2 separate regions of the Rattus norvegicus genome follow, and region 2 is linked to region 1. Evidence: chromatin contacts called from public Hi-C data. All regions are on one chromosome and are shown on one strand. Each heading gives the region's core, a stretch centred on a gene start, on an enhancer-like site or on the middle of the called end of the contact. The rest is flanking DNA. Distances are from core to core; before and after follow the strand shown. Region 1 holds the start of Sdc2 (syndecan 2). Region 2 holds the start of Cpq (carboxypeptidase Q).

What was found. Hi-C and Micro-C count contacts between places; a contact is called where the count stands out from the background.
Region 2: a contact with region 1 is called in a Hi-C map of kidney, with 7 times the contacts expected there. The contact joins the promoter of Cpq here to the promoter of Sdc2 in region 1. A contact is called at or near these places in 7 of 12 Hi-C or Micro-C datasets (the A7r5 cell line, the Rat2 cell line, Schwann cells and 4 more) and 1 of 1 datasets of contacts at active chromatin or transcription factors (oligodendrocytes).

What each region holds. Positions count from the first base shown.
Region 1 is chr7:66,009,775-66,015,618 of GRCr8, reverse strand. It overlaps Sdc2 (syndecan 2), which reads right to left and starts at 3,214. Exons shown (of 5, transcript NM_013082.4): 1 at 2,772-3,214. The coding sequence starts at 2,861.
Region 2 is chr7:66,146,994-66,152,837 of GRCr8, reverse strand. Cpq (carboxypeptidase Q) reads right to left here and starts at 3,440. Exons shown (of 9, transcript NM_031640.1): 1 at 3,404-3,440.

The sequences.
Region 1 (5,844 bases), core at 1,965-4,464:
AGTATTTCAGCTTTAATTTCCTTTCTAGTGCAAAGTTTCCAGAGCCTGGCTTTCATAATGCCTTTTGAGGTCGTGCATGGCTCCAAATGACTTGACAGTTTCTTTTAATTTACGGACATCTGAGCATGTTTAGAAAATCCCACCAGTTGAAAACGCTTTCTTTCCTTAAACATATTTCCAGTTCAAATTAGATGTTTACAGCGGTCTGCACTGTATTATTTCTAAAGATAAACAGTCATGTAAAAAATTGACAGAAAACCTAGCAACATGTCAGTGCTGCCCCCACTCTGTCGGCCTTTCTCTTCACCGTCCTTCTGACAGTGAAAGTCCTCAGCTGCCAGTGGAAAGTATGAATGGATCCCTAGGAACAGGCTTCCCTGCTGCCTCTGTTTCCTCAAGAAGGGGCCCCTAGTTCCTTTTCCCCAACAGCTTTGAACCTTGCCACCTGAGAAGCTTTTCTCCCCTCTGAGCTAAGTATAAAAAATTCACTACCTGCAGATATTTTTCCTTTCTTGCCAAAAGGAGTCTGAGCTCAGACAATCACTACTTTTAAATCCCAGGACACTACTGCAGTTTCCAAATTAAAATACAAAGTGCTGGAAATAATGTTCTGTAATAGCTAAACTTTTAAAAAAATCATGTCTTTCAAGTCTGGGTATATTTATGCTGCTTTAGGTGAAAGAAATAGAGACAGGAAAGCAATGTAAATGGACGAATAGCTGGTTTGGGTTTTACTAAGAAAGACTGACTCACTGTCCAACAAAGGCTGGATGAAGGATTCTCAAATTGACATTTTAAAAATATTTAATCTCCCTTTGAATGATAGTTTAAGGGCTCAAAACAGAATCTTTCCAATAAAGCTGCTCACTTGGAAAACATTAGATTCTAGTTTGAACTGAAAAAATGGTAGAGCCCCAATCACAGGAGATTTCAGGGACAATCAGGCAGGGAGAGAAGACAAGCACATTTAAGGGAAATAACACCAAACCCCACCATGCCTTAAGAAGCTATCAAACCCATTCAGAAGCTCCAAGGGGCTGTTTTCCTAGCAAATCTCTGAACCAGGTTCTGCAAAGTGAAGGTCCCCGATTCTGCACAGTTTACAAGATCCTCTCTGGAAAATAATTTAATTGAGCTCTTTCTTTGCCCTGTTTTGCACAGCTACATAGCAATGGTTGTTGTGGTTGTTGTTTTATGTTGTTTTGTTTTGTTTTTTATCTGAACTATACACAGAATAGCTCCAATTTAGTTCATAGCAAGTTCAGAACTAGCTGAGAGAGATTACTAATGTCAGTGGATTAAACATCTTTTGCCAGTGGGAAATCCAAGTAAGTTTCAGAGTGTGTTTTCACATCCCAATCACTCAAATATTTGCTTATCCTATGGAGTTTCCAACTCTAAGTCCCCCAGCCTCGAACACTGTACAGTGATCTGCTGGCCCACACAGCAGTGCCCCCACCCTACCCCTGATTACAAATGTCCATCTTCTGCTAAATGCCAAAAATGTTTCCCAATCGTCCAAGGGTCAAAAGTGGGGAGAGTATCCATTCCAGCTAAAGATCTACGGTGTCTTCAAAGGGGCTTTTCCATTAATTCGTATTGGGCAACTCACTAAATGCCAAAGGACGAGCATAGGGAACAAGAGTGAAAGAAAGGATCATTCCCTAATTGAGCTGGCAGCCCTGGGACTGCATGTCAATAGAAGGCGCTTGGACTCCCACTTGCCAAAACAGAGCTGTAGTGGCCCAGGTAGGGGCTGCCACACTAGCTGAGAGCCCAGGAGTGCTTTCATTGGGCAACGCAGAGAAATCAACTCCAACCCCAGAAACACAATCCGGATCAGAAATCAAGTTCCCACCGCCACCGAGAAGGAAAGAAGCTGGTAGTGGAAGAAGATAGTCTCACAGGAATCATGAGGGTGGCAGGAAAGAGGTATTCATCCCCCAGCAGTCAGAGACCAAAGCCAAGTAAGTCACAAGCACCCTCATCTTTCCATCTTGCGACATTCCAAAGCCACCCGGATTAAGATTTCCTCTCTCTACTACAGCCCCCGGCTTCACTCCACGAGGAGGGTTAGTGGAAGATCGCAGAGGCCAGAGAGCCCAGGCCTATTCCAAAAAGCTCCACGCGGCCAGCAGCCTCCGTATAGACCACCGACTGCTTCTCCACATAGTGTGGGTGCCTTGCCACAGCAACATGGAGCATTAAACAAATAAACTTTTAGAAACTTCCTCTCCAGATACTCTCGGTTTCTTTAATATGAGTCCTATCTCCCTAAACTTGCCTTCAGACAAGCTGAAAGCCTGAAGTAGGGAGGATGGTGTCTAGAGGAACAGATCCTCCCCAAAGTTCCAACTCATCCCTGGGGCTTGTCCAGCGCGCAGAGCTTACCGGCTCCTTTTCTAACCCTTAGTGGTGCTCTAGTAACCAGCTCTTAGCCCTCTGTCCTTCCTGGACCACACCACGAAATCCCCCAAAGGCAGAAAGTTGGGAGTGACTTTAGGGGCCTTTGGGGTCAGCAAACTCCAAGTCTTGTGCCCCCATCCCCGAAGACATAGGGTAGGTAACCCCCTGTAGCAGTTCAACTGTGCTGAGAAAAGAAGGGACCAGGGGCAAGTGGTGGAAAAACAAGCTCATTTGTCTCAGTACATCTAAGTAGCCCCACGTTCAGGGGTGGCGGATCCCCCAGGTGGCGCTCCCCAATTACCCACTGGCTCCTCTAGTTGCCTGGACACCCATAACAGCGCACGTCCCAGGCTGGGCCCACTCACCGTCTCTGCCGACACACAGGCCATCAAGCCCAAGGTGAGCAGGATCCACGCACGCTGCATATTCCCCGGGGACGTGGCTCGTACCCGCATAAAACGAAGCCCAGCGCACGCTGCAGCGGGCCTAGAGAAGATAGGAGCTGAGCTGCCTCCGGGAGAGAGGCTTGGTCTCGGGTTCTGAGCTCGAGCTGTCTTCTCTGGCGCCTGCTCTAGCTTTCGCACAGCGCCCCGGAAACGCCGCGCCTTCTCACTTGTTGGCTTCTGCCCTCCCAATCCAGAGTTGCTGCTTCACGAGTCTATTTTCCTGGTCTGGTCCTACTCGGCGTTGTGCTTTCACTCCGCGGACTCGGGTGTCTGGGTCGCGGTGCTGTCTGATTTGAAGCAAGCAGCCGATGGGTTGAAACAGAGCTGCGGCTGAAGTTTGGGGATGCAGAACGGAGGGGACGCGCGATCCGCGGGGCCCGAGCTCCAGGAGTATCTGGAGTACAGCCGCTGGGCTGGTGGCTTGGCTGCAGCGCCCCTCCTTCTGCGCGCCGCCGCCGCCTCCCAGGTCCTCCCCTCGATCCCACACCACCCCCCTCCGCGTCCTCTCCCTGGTCCTGCTCCGCCTCCGCCTCTACCGCCCCCACCTTTCTTCCTTTCCTAGCAAGCAGCTCAGGGTTCCTCCGGGCGACTGGGGGAAAGGAGGTTGCCAGGACTCCATGATAAACCCGGGAGAAATTCTGCCGGGATTACTCTGTGATTGGCAATTCCCAGAGCCAGTGGGCGCCCGCAGCTCCGCACTGTGGCTGCCCCGGGAACGTGCCTCTGCAAACCTTAGTGCTCTTTCATCGTCTGTCTCTCTTTCCCCTTCTCAATGCCCTCTCCTCTTCCCACCACTTTTCTCTCTCCCTTTCCCTTTCCTTCTCCCTTTCTTCGTTTTAATTTTCTAAAGAAAAATCGGCGAAGGTTTGACGGACTTACTGACTTGTGAGGATTGGGTCACGAGAAAAATGAGAAAGTTTATAGATCCCCTTCAAGCGCTTACAGTGCCCATAGGTCACCAGGTCAAAAGATTGCAATTCAGAAAAGACTGAAGCTGACTGTAGCAAGTTTCTGTTAAGATTCTCCTCAGACCCTTCCCGCATACACACACACACACACACACACACACACACACACACACACACACACCCTGCCTCAGGCATTATCTAAGGTCAATTTCCACATTTTTACATTTGGAAAATGTAAAACTGTTTACATTTGGAAACAACAAATAGGGATGAAAAATTAGAGATTGTAGATAATAGCAAATGAAATAAAAGTTCAGAGAAGGGGAAAGTCGTTTCTGGCTTTAAGAAAACAATGACTGTGTATCTCTTGCATAAAGGTCAGTGCTGTGTGGTGCTACAGAACCAGGCAGGCGCATACCCTTCTAATGCCCGCCGCTGTTTTCCTGTTGGGTTTAGGAACTGAATGAATTGTGGATCCATTTTCTTCTGTAATGCCCATTTATAAAGGACGGGGACTTTTCAGTATTAGTCACTATTTTATTATCATGTGGGATGTGTTAAAAAATACATAACTATGTTGTAGGCAAATGCTACTCCAAATCTCAAGCCATACCATATAAAAGCTCTGTACCTTTAACACACACACACACACACACACACACACACACACACACACACAGAGAGAGAGAGAGAGAGAGAGAGACAAGACAGACAGACATGAGGCCATAGTCATAAACTGTAGTCACATCCTAAGTGACTATTACAATGTTTTAATGATAAATCACTGTTACAAGTCTCAAAAAAAATTAGCAGGAGAATCATAACTTTAAGTTAAAACATCAACTCTGGTTCAGATATAACTTCCAACTTTCTGGTTCTTATGAGCAGCCTAAGGCACTGGCAGCCAAAAAAGGAGACTTGGGAAAATAAAAGAGTGAGCTTAGCTTCTGAAAGATTCAACTATGGACATATTTGTAAGGCCATAACGTGGTGGTTGAAGAATATCATGGTAAGTGGAAGATTCTGATGTTTTACAAGAAAATTAGCACTGCATTCAAAAAGCTATAAGTCAAGGAGCTGGAAGATATACTTGTGTAAAAGCTTACTCCAAGACTGAAACATTCCATTCTGCTGTAAGCCTCTTAAGCAGGAAGGTAGACTACTCAAAAAAGTAGTCTCAGGAAGTCCCTGAAACTGATCAGATTGACTAGCTCTCTCCGTCTTAGAGAAAACAGTGAAAATGTCCACCAGGTGAGAGAGAGCTGAGTTGCAAAGAAGACTCTGAGTCCAGACCAGCTGCCTGAGAGAAGGAGAAACCAACCGAGCTTCCTGGATAGGGTTTAGATCAACTAAAGAACCTGGAAAGAACACTTCAAACCTGTTGCGCTGCATGCAGGGATGCAGTGTGTTTTAGGTTCCTGCCTTTGTGAGGACCCATACTGTGATGGGCTCTGGTGATGCATCTGTCTTTGGGTGATTTCTGCTCCTCTAAGTAACCCTTATTCCTGTAAGTATCCGCAGTAAAACTCATTGGTTCTGCAAATTGGACTTTAATGGTATTTGTAATTTGTTCTGTCATGGGTTCCCTATGTGGAGTAAGTAGATCTGTGTACTATGTCTCCCCTGGAAAAGTTTTTTTGTCACATCTCAGAAATTAGGAGCATATAGCTATCACTTTTGCAGAGGTGTGGTTCCCAGCACTGACGTTGGGTGACTCAGAACTCCAGGGGGATCTGAAGCCTCTGGCCACCACAGGTACCTCACATGCACAGACAACAGCCCCAGACACAGAAAAATAAAAGGAGTCTTTTTAAGTTGTAAGTAATCACCTCGTTCCACAAAGGATTCACTCTTCTTTTCATGTTTGAGACTAGGTCATGTATCCACACCTCCATTTCCTACTACAATTAACATTTGGAAGCTACAATAGACTACGATTTAATTAGAAACTGAATGAAGTTCCTGAATAATAACAGACATAGAGATGTTTGAAGAAAACAACTATAAAAGAAATTTCAACGCTAAGGAAAACGGGACTGGGCATTTGTTTATTCATTTTTACAGTTTATTGTTGTCTGTCAAGC
Region 2 (5,844 bases), core at 2,191-4,690, 140 kb before region 1:
TTCAGCTAAGCTTTCCAGCAATGGCAGATATGTAAAACCCAGAAGCTACGCAGCGTGCTGCAGAGAGCCTCTATCGCTGCCTTCCAGATCCTGGAATTACAGGCACACCACCTCACCCACCCTGCATCACACTTGGGTCTAGTTAAGTATTTGGTAGTTCATTCTCGTCTCGAATTCAGTATTCCATTCCTTATCGGGCATATAGCACATACTCAGTAAACTGGGATATTGATATGTGCTGAATAAAATAATAACTAAGAAGAAGCATACCAATTGGTCCTGCTACTTTGTGACATTATAGAAAAGAGGCCAGACCTCAGTGGGGTGGCCGACACCTATGGTCCTAGCTCTTGGGAGACTGAGGTGCGAGGGTTGGCTGTATCAAGTTTGAAGGCAGCCTCGGCTACGTGGTGAGTTCCTGAGCAACTGAATTACAGAGTAAAAGAAACGTTTTAAAACAACAGAAAGGGTGAGGAGAGATAAAAGGATGAAGGAAAGAAGGAACAGAGATGGAAAGGGGGAGGAGGAAAAGATGAAATGAAGGAAGAACATGCCAAGAAATAAAGAAAAGAATAATAATCCACAGCGGAAAGCACATGAATGAATTGTTGGCTTTTAAAAGCTAAGTGGTTCGGAGAAAGTAGGAGTAGGGGCAGAGACTACATTTTAAAGCTCCAGCTCCAGGGCAAGTAATAAAAGTTTCTGCTTTAAATTTTTTTCATAATATTGTGAGCAATAGGAAAGTCTATTCCATCAGATCAGCCTCAGGGCAGAAAGCTCCAGCCTCCTGAGCTAAATCAAATTGTCAAGGGCTCTCAGATTTCCAGGCACCGACCATTGGTCTCTGCCTTCCATGAGGCTAAACCTGGCAGACAAAAGGAAACAAAATAATATCCACTTACCTTATAGGCTACTACTTTTGCTCACATCAATTAATTATAAGGGTTCTGGAAGTCCATTTTAACATTCCCAGTGTTCCTTATTAGGATGGCAAGCAGCCCCTTATCAAAGACACAACGCTAACACGCACACGTGCGCGCGCGCGCGCGCACACACACACACACACACACACACACACACACACACACACACACACACACCACTGCTTAAATCTCATGGTACAGTGCCCTTAAAATGCTGGTCACTGAGCCGTCAATGTCACCAACTTTAAGTTCCCTAAATAAGTGAAAGTATTAGGATCCGTGAGCATTTAGGTTGAAAGTGTCAAATCATAGTAGAATTAAACATTCTAATTAATCTTTTTCTTTTTTGTTTTTTGGGGGGTGGGGTTGAGACTGTCCCACTTGGTTGCTCAGACTGTCCTTGAACTCATAACAATTCTCATCACAATTACAACTGTGAGTGACCATACCTGGCCAACAATTTTTATTAGAGTGTGTGTGTGTGTGTGTGTGTGTGTGTGTGTGTGTGTGTGTGTGTGTGTGTGTGTTGAGGGAAGTAACTATGTGGAAATCAGAGGATAGCTTGCAGAATCAGTTCTTTCTTTCCACACCGTGTCTGGTCCTGGGATTAAACGTGCTTCACTTGGGTTGACATCATGAGCCTTTACCGTAAACTAGCCATTTTGGTGACCCTGGTTGATAATTTTTAAAATAATAAAATAACTAAATCCACCTCAGTAATTCTATTCCTCAGTTCCCATTCTCAGTTCACTGGATATGGAAACAATATCCAGATTTTGTACACGTTCCAAAACACATGGAAACCAATCTTCCACACCACACAGGCTTTCACAGCACACACTGTCTGATCCCACCTGCTTGTGTTCTCAGTCCCGGCTTCCTCTTTTGCCAGTACTATTTCTGCTAGTTAGATCACAAGGACCTTGCCCTTAGGTTTATGGTGAGGATTAATTAAGTAAGAAGTTTAAATGGACAGTAAGTGTGTGGTCAGAAAATCATAAATATCAGCCTGTACACTTCATAGCTGAATGAGACATGAACCCACAATTGGCTATTTGGAAAAAGAACCTGAGAAAGTCAGTCTTTTTCACTAATCAAAACATTTACTCTACCAGACAGACTTGAAATAAGTAGGTAAAAATATGCAAGTCAAAGCCAGATGCATGGCTTTGTTTGACCCCAGCCCTAGCCTCGTGGAGACAAGTGGATTCTGGAGCTCACTGTCCAGCTGATCTAGCTGACTCACTGACTGAAGGTCCACTGAGATGTGCTGTCTACAAAATTCAAAAAATAAAACCTTTAAAGAAAATACCTGTGTTAAGCAAAGGTCCATTCTCTCTCTCTCTCTCTCATAAAAAGTTAATGAAGTTAATGAAGTTAAAAATCTAAAGAGATCAAGCAACAATTCAAAGTCCCTGCTTTTGTTTTTGTTTTTTGAATTTGTTTTTGGGGCTTTTTGGGGGGGGTTGGTGGGTTTTTTTGGTTTGTTTTGTCTTTTTTGGTTTTTTTGTTTTGTTTTGTTTTTTTGTGGAACTTGGAATCCAGGAAACAGAACTGCAGCAGTGGCCAATTAAATTACTTTCCTCACTGTGCCATATTTAGCTTTCTTCATTCACCTGCCACTCAACCAGCCTTGTCTAGGGAAAATACACATTGTTCATAGTCTTAGATTCAAGAGAAATATCTGGATTTACATACAAGTCAGCGACATGGTTCTTCTTTGAGATGTACCTTTGTACTTTGTAAATACATTAAATATTGTGGTGACAACGATGCCTCAGAACGAAAAGTGGGGGAGAATAAAACACCAGCAAGCAAAAGCTCAGGTATATTTTGTTTTAAGCAAAACATATCAAATCCAATTAATGCAGATAAGGTGCAGATGTCCAGTGACTAACAACTACATTGAACCAATTCCTCTCATTTTACCACAGAGATTGCGAAACACTTAACTCTGAGAAAACAGTCGAAAGCCAGTGTCCGATGTCTCCACTTCATATCCACTGAGCCAGTCATATTTCGCTCACTCTGCTCCATTTCCTATGCATTCGTCCACTTCATTCATTCAGTTCTACTTCATAGTCAATTATTGGTTATTGAGTACTACTACGTCAGATGCTGACAACTCGAAAACGGACCTTTCAAACCAGAATTGAAATAACAGAACAACGTAGAAAGTGAAAGAAACCCCCAAAGTGCTCCCACCCTACCCTGGTAAAGCCTCTTGCAGGTCAGGGGACTAGGGAAAATTGCAGATAGGGACTGAAGAAAGGCAGCTGAAGGGCGGGGCAGGGAACCTTGAGGAAGACACCAGCAGTTTTGGGCTCTGCCTCTGGGTTCCACTGTGGCCTCAGGCAGTCCCGGCCTATGCCAGAGCGCTTCCTCCTGTCAGGAAGCGCTCTGGCAGCTAAGCCTGCTGCCCTCAGCCCACCCTCCAGCCTCCGGGGAGCAGCGGGTCACCCACGGCTCGGGGCACGCACCTGGTCACGAGGTTCTGCAGAGCAGCAACCGCAACTCCGGGTGAGGACTGCGGACTACGGGTACATCCGGGAGGCGGGACCGGGAGGTCGCTCTGAAGTGCTGGATCCACAGGGCGGGCCTCCAGACGCCTCAGGAACAGCCCTGAGCCCCGAGTCTGCAGGCCTGCCTTCTTCACGTGCCTGGGAAGCTGTGGAGCCCTCCCTGGCCAGTGAGCGGTGGACAAGGGTGCAACGGTCAGCCAGACATGAGGCCTGGACTTTAACAGAGGCCATGGCTGGCTGGACCAGACCCTGACAGATATCTGTCTCCCTGAGCCTGGCTTAGAGCAAGTAGGGTCTCCAAGGCCTGACTTCTGAAGACCTTGTTCTGGAAACCGTTAAATTCCTTCCCAAGGGAAGCAATTAACAGTTATTTTGTCCATGCTAGTAATCACCCAGCACTAGGGAGGCTGGATACACAGGAAGATGGCCCAAAACGTTGAGGATTAGCAAGGTCTTCATAATGAATGAGACCCTGTCTCCAAAACAAAACAAAGCACCAGGTTATTTTCTCCCTTCTTTAATGGTTGAAGGACTGCAAGAAAGGAGGTGATCATGAAGGCAGAGAGCATGATCTTAAACTAGTAGATCAGAAAGTCATTCATTTCGGCACAAGACGGTATCCGGGAAAGAAATACGCTTTACTACTATCGCAGTACATATGCACATATTTTTGCCCATGTATGTATGTGTGTGTGTATGCATGTGTATATGCATGTATGTATGTGTGTATGTATGTGTATGTGTGTGTATGTATGTGTGTATGTATGTATGTGTGTATGTATCTATGTATGTATATGTATGTATGTATGTATTCACTTTACATCCTGATCGCAGCAGCCCCTCTCCTCCCAGACCCCCCTTTTCACAGCTCCAGTCCTGTCCTTCCCTTCTCCTCTGAGAAGGGGAGGATCCTCCTGGGAACCAACCCACCCTGGCACATCTAGTCACTGAAGGACAGGGCACAACCTCTCCATTGAGGCTAGACAAGGTAGAACAATTAGGGGAACAGGATTCACAGGAAGCAACAAATTTAGGGACAGCCCTTATTTCAGTAGTTGGGAGACCTGCAGGAAGTCCAAGCTGCAACATAAGCACATTTTTAATGTTTTGTGTTTTGTTAAGTCCAAATTTCTTTGCTTAGTCAGACTCTTATCAAAGTTACCTTTGTAAAATACTTCCTGTTCCTGTTTCTCCTCTTAAACTTTCTCTCTCTCTCTCTCTCTCTCTCTCTCTCTCTCTCTCTCTCTCTCTCTCTCTCTCTCACACACACACACACACACACACACACAAACACACACAAAAAAAAACTTAGGCATGCTGATACATGTGTGTGCTATCTCTGAACACAGAAAATGGAGGCAGGGGGATCTTGAGTTTCAGGCCAGCCTGGGCTACATAGATAGATGCTAAGAAAAAAGAAAACTCACATGCTTAGAAACACAGGAAAGAAAAAATTAGACATATACAAAGAAAATAATTTTGAGTCCTTTCACCTGTGTACATACAACAATATAACAATCCCTCTAAATTTTTACTAGTTTTGTGAGGTATTCAAGCGCCTTCCCAACAGGGTCCTAGCTCAGATGGTCCCTGGGGAGCCATACCTACCCCTGCTGAGTTACATTTTTCTGAAACTATATTTGATGAAGAATAAGTAGTATTATTTTCAGTCTCCTATGACTGCTAGTTTTATAAAATGCGATTAAAAATCTGGCAAAGGTGAATGAAAACCTAACTGGGTTTTGTGTAAAAACAAGCATACAGGTTGTAACAAGTAAAATATCTCCTTTTTTACACTTCTAGCTGCTTACATTCGACTTCTGTATTTAGCTCATCATGCACCAATAAAAATGGCCCATAGATTGTCTCTCTGAGTACAATTTAGAGGGCTGTGTGTTTGCTCATGGTGTATCAGATGCATTAACTTCCCAGCCTTTTCTCCGACTGATCCCTTCATGCTGTAAAAGTTCTCTGGCATTGATCCGCAATGTAAAAATAACAAGAGTTTAACTTTAATCAAATGCTTTTTACTAGGACTTTGGTTGGATTATCTGTGGGTGTTTATCAGTCCTATGAGCTAGGTATTATTATTATTTCTACTTCACAGATGAGGAATTATAAAGCTCGAGAGGTCATGATATACCCAATGAGGTCAAAGTTGACATTCTAAATTGAAACGACTTGATTCCAGAGCCCATCTGTGCAAACACTGTCCTGGATCCTTTTCCATGAAGCTTCCCCCATTAGCTGATTGATGTTAATTACTCCATTCATGTCCTTCTATTATATTATCTTTCCCCATTGGTTTTCATTTTGGAACTGTTATTTTCTGATATAGTGACAATGGTGTATCGCCACATCTCTTAGCACTGTTCTCTCTGACTCCAACACCCTATTAT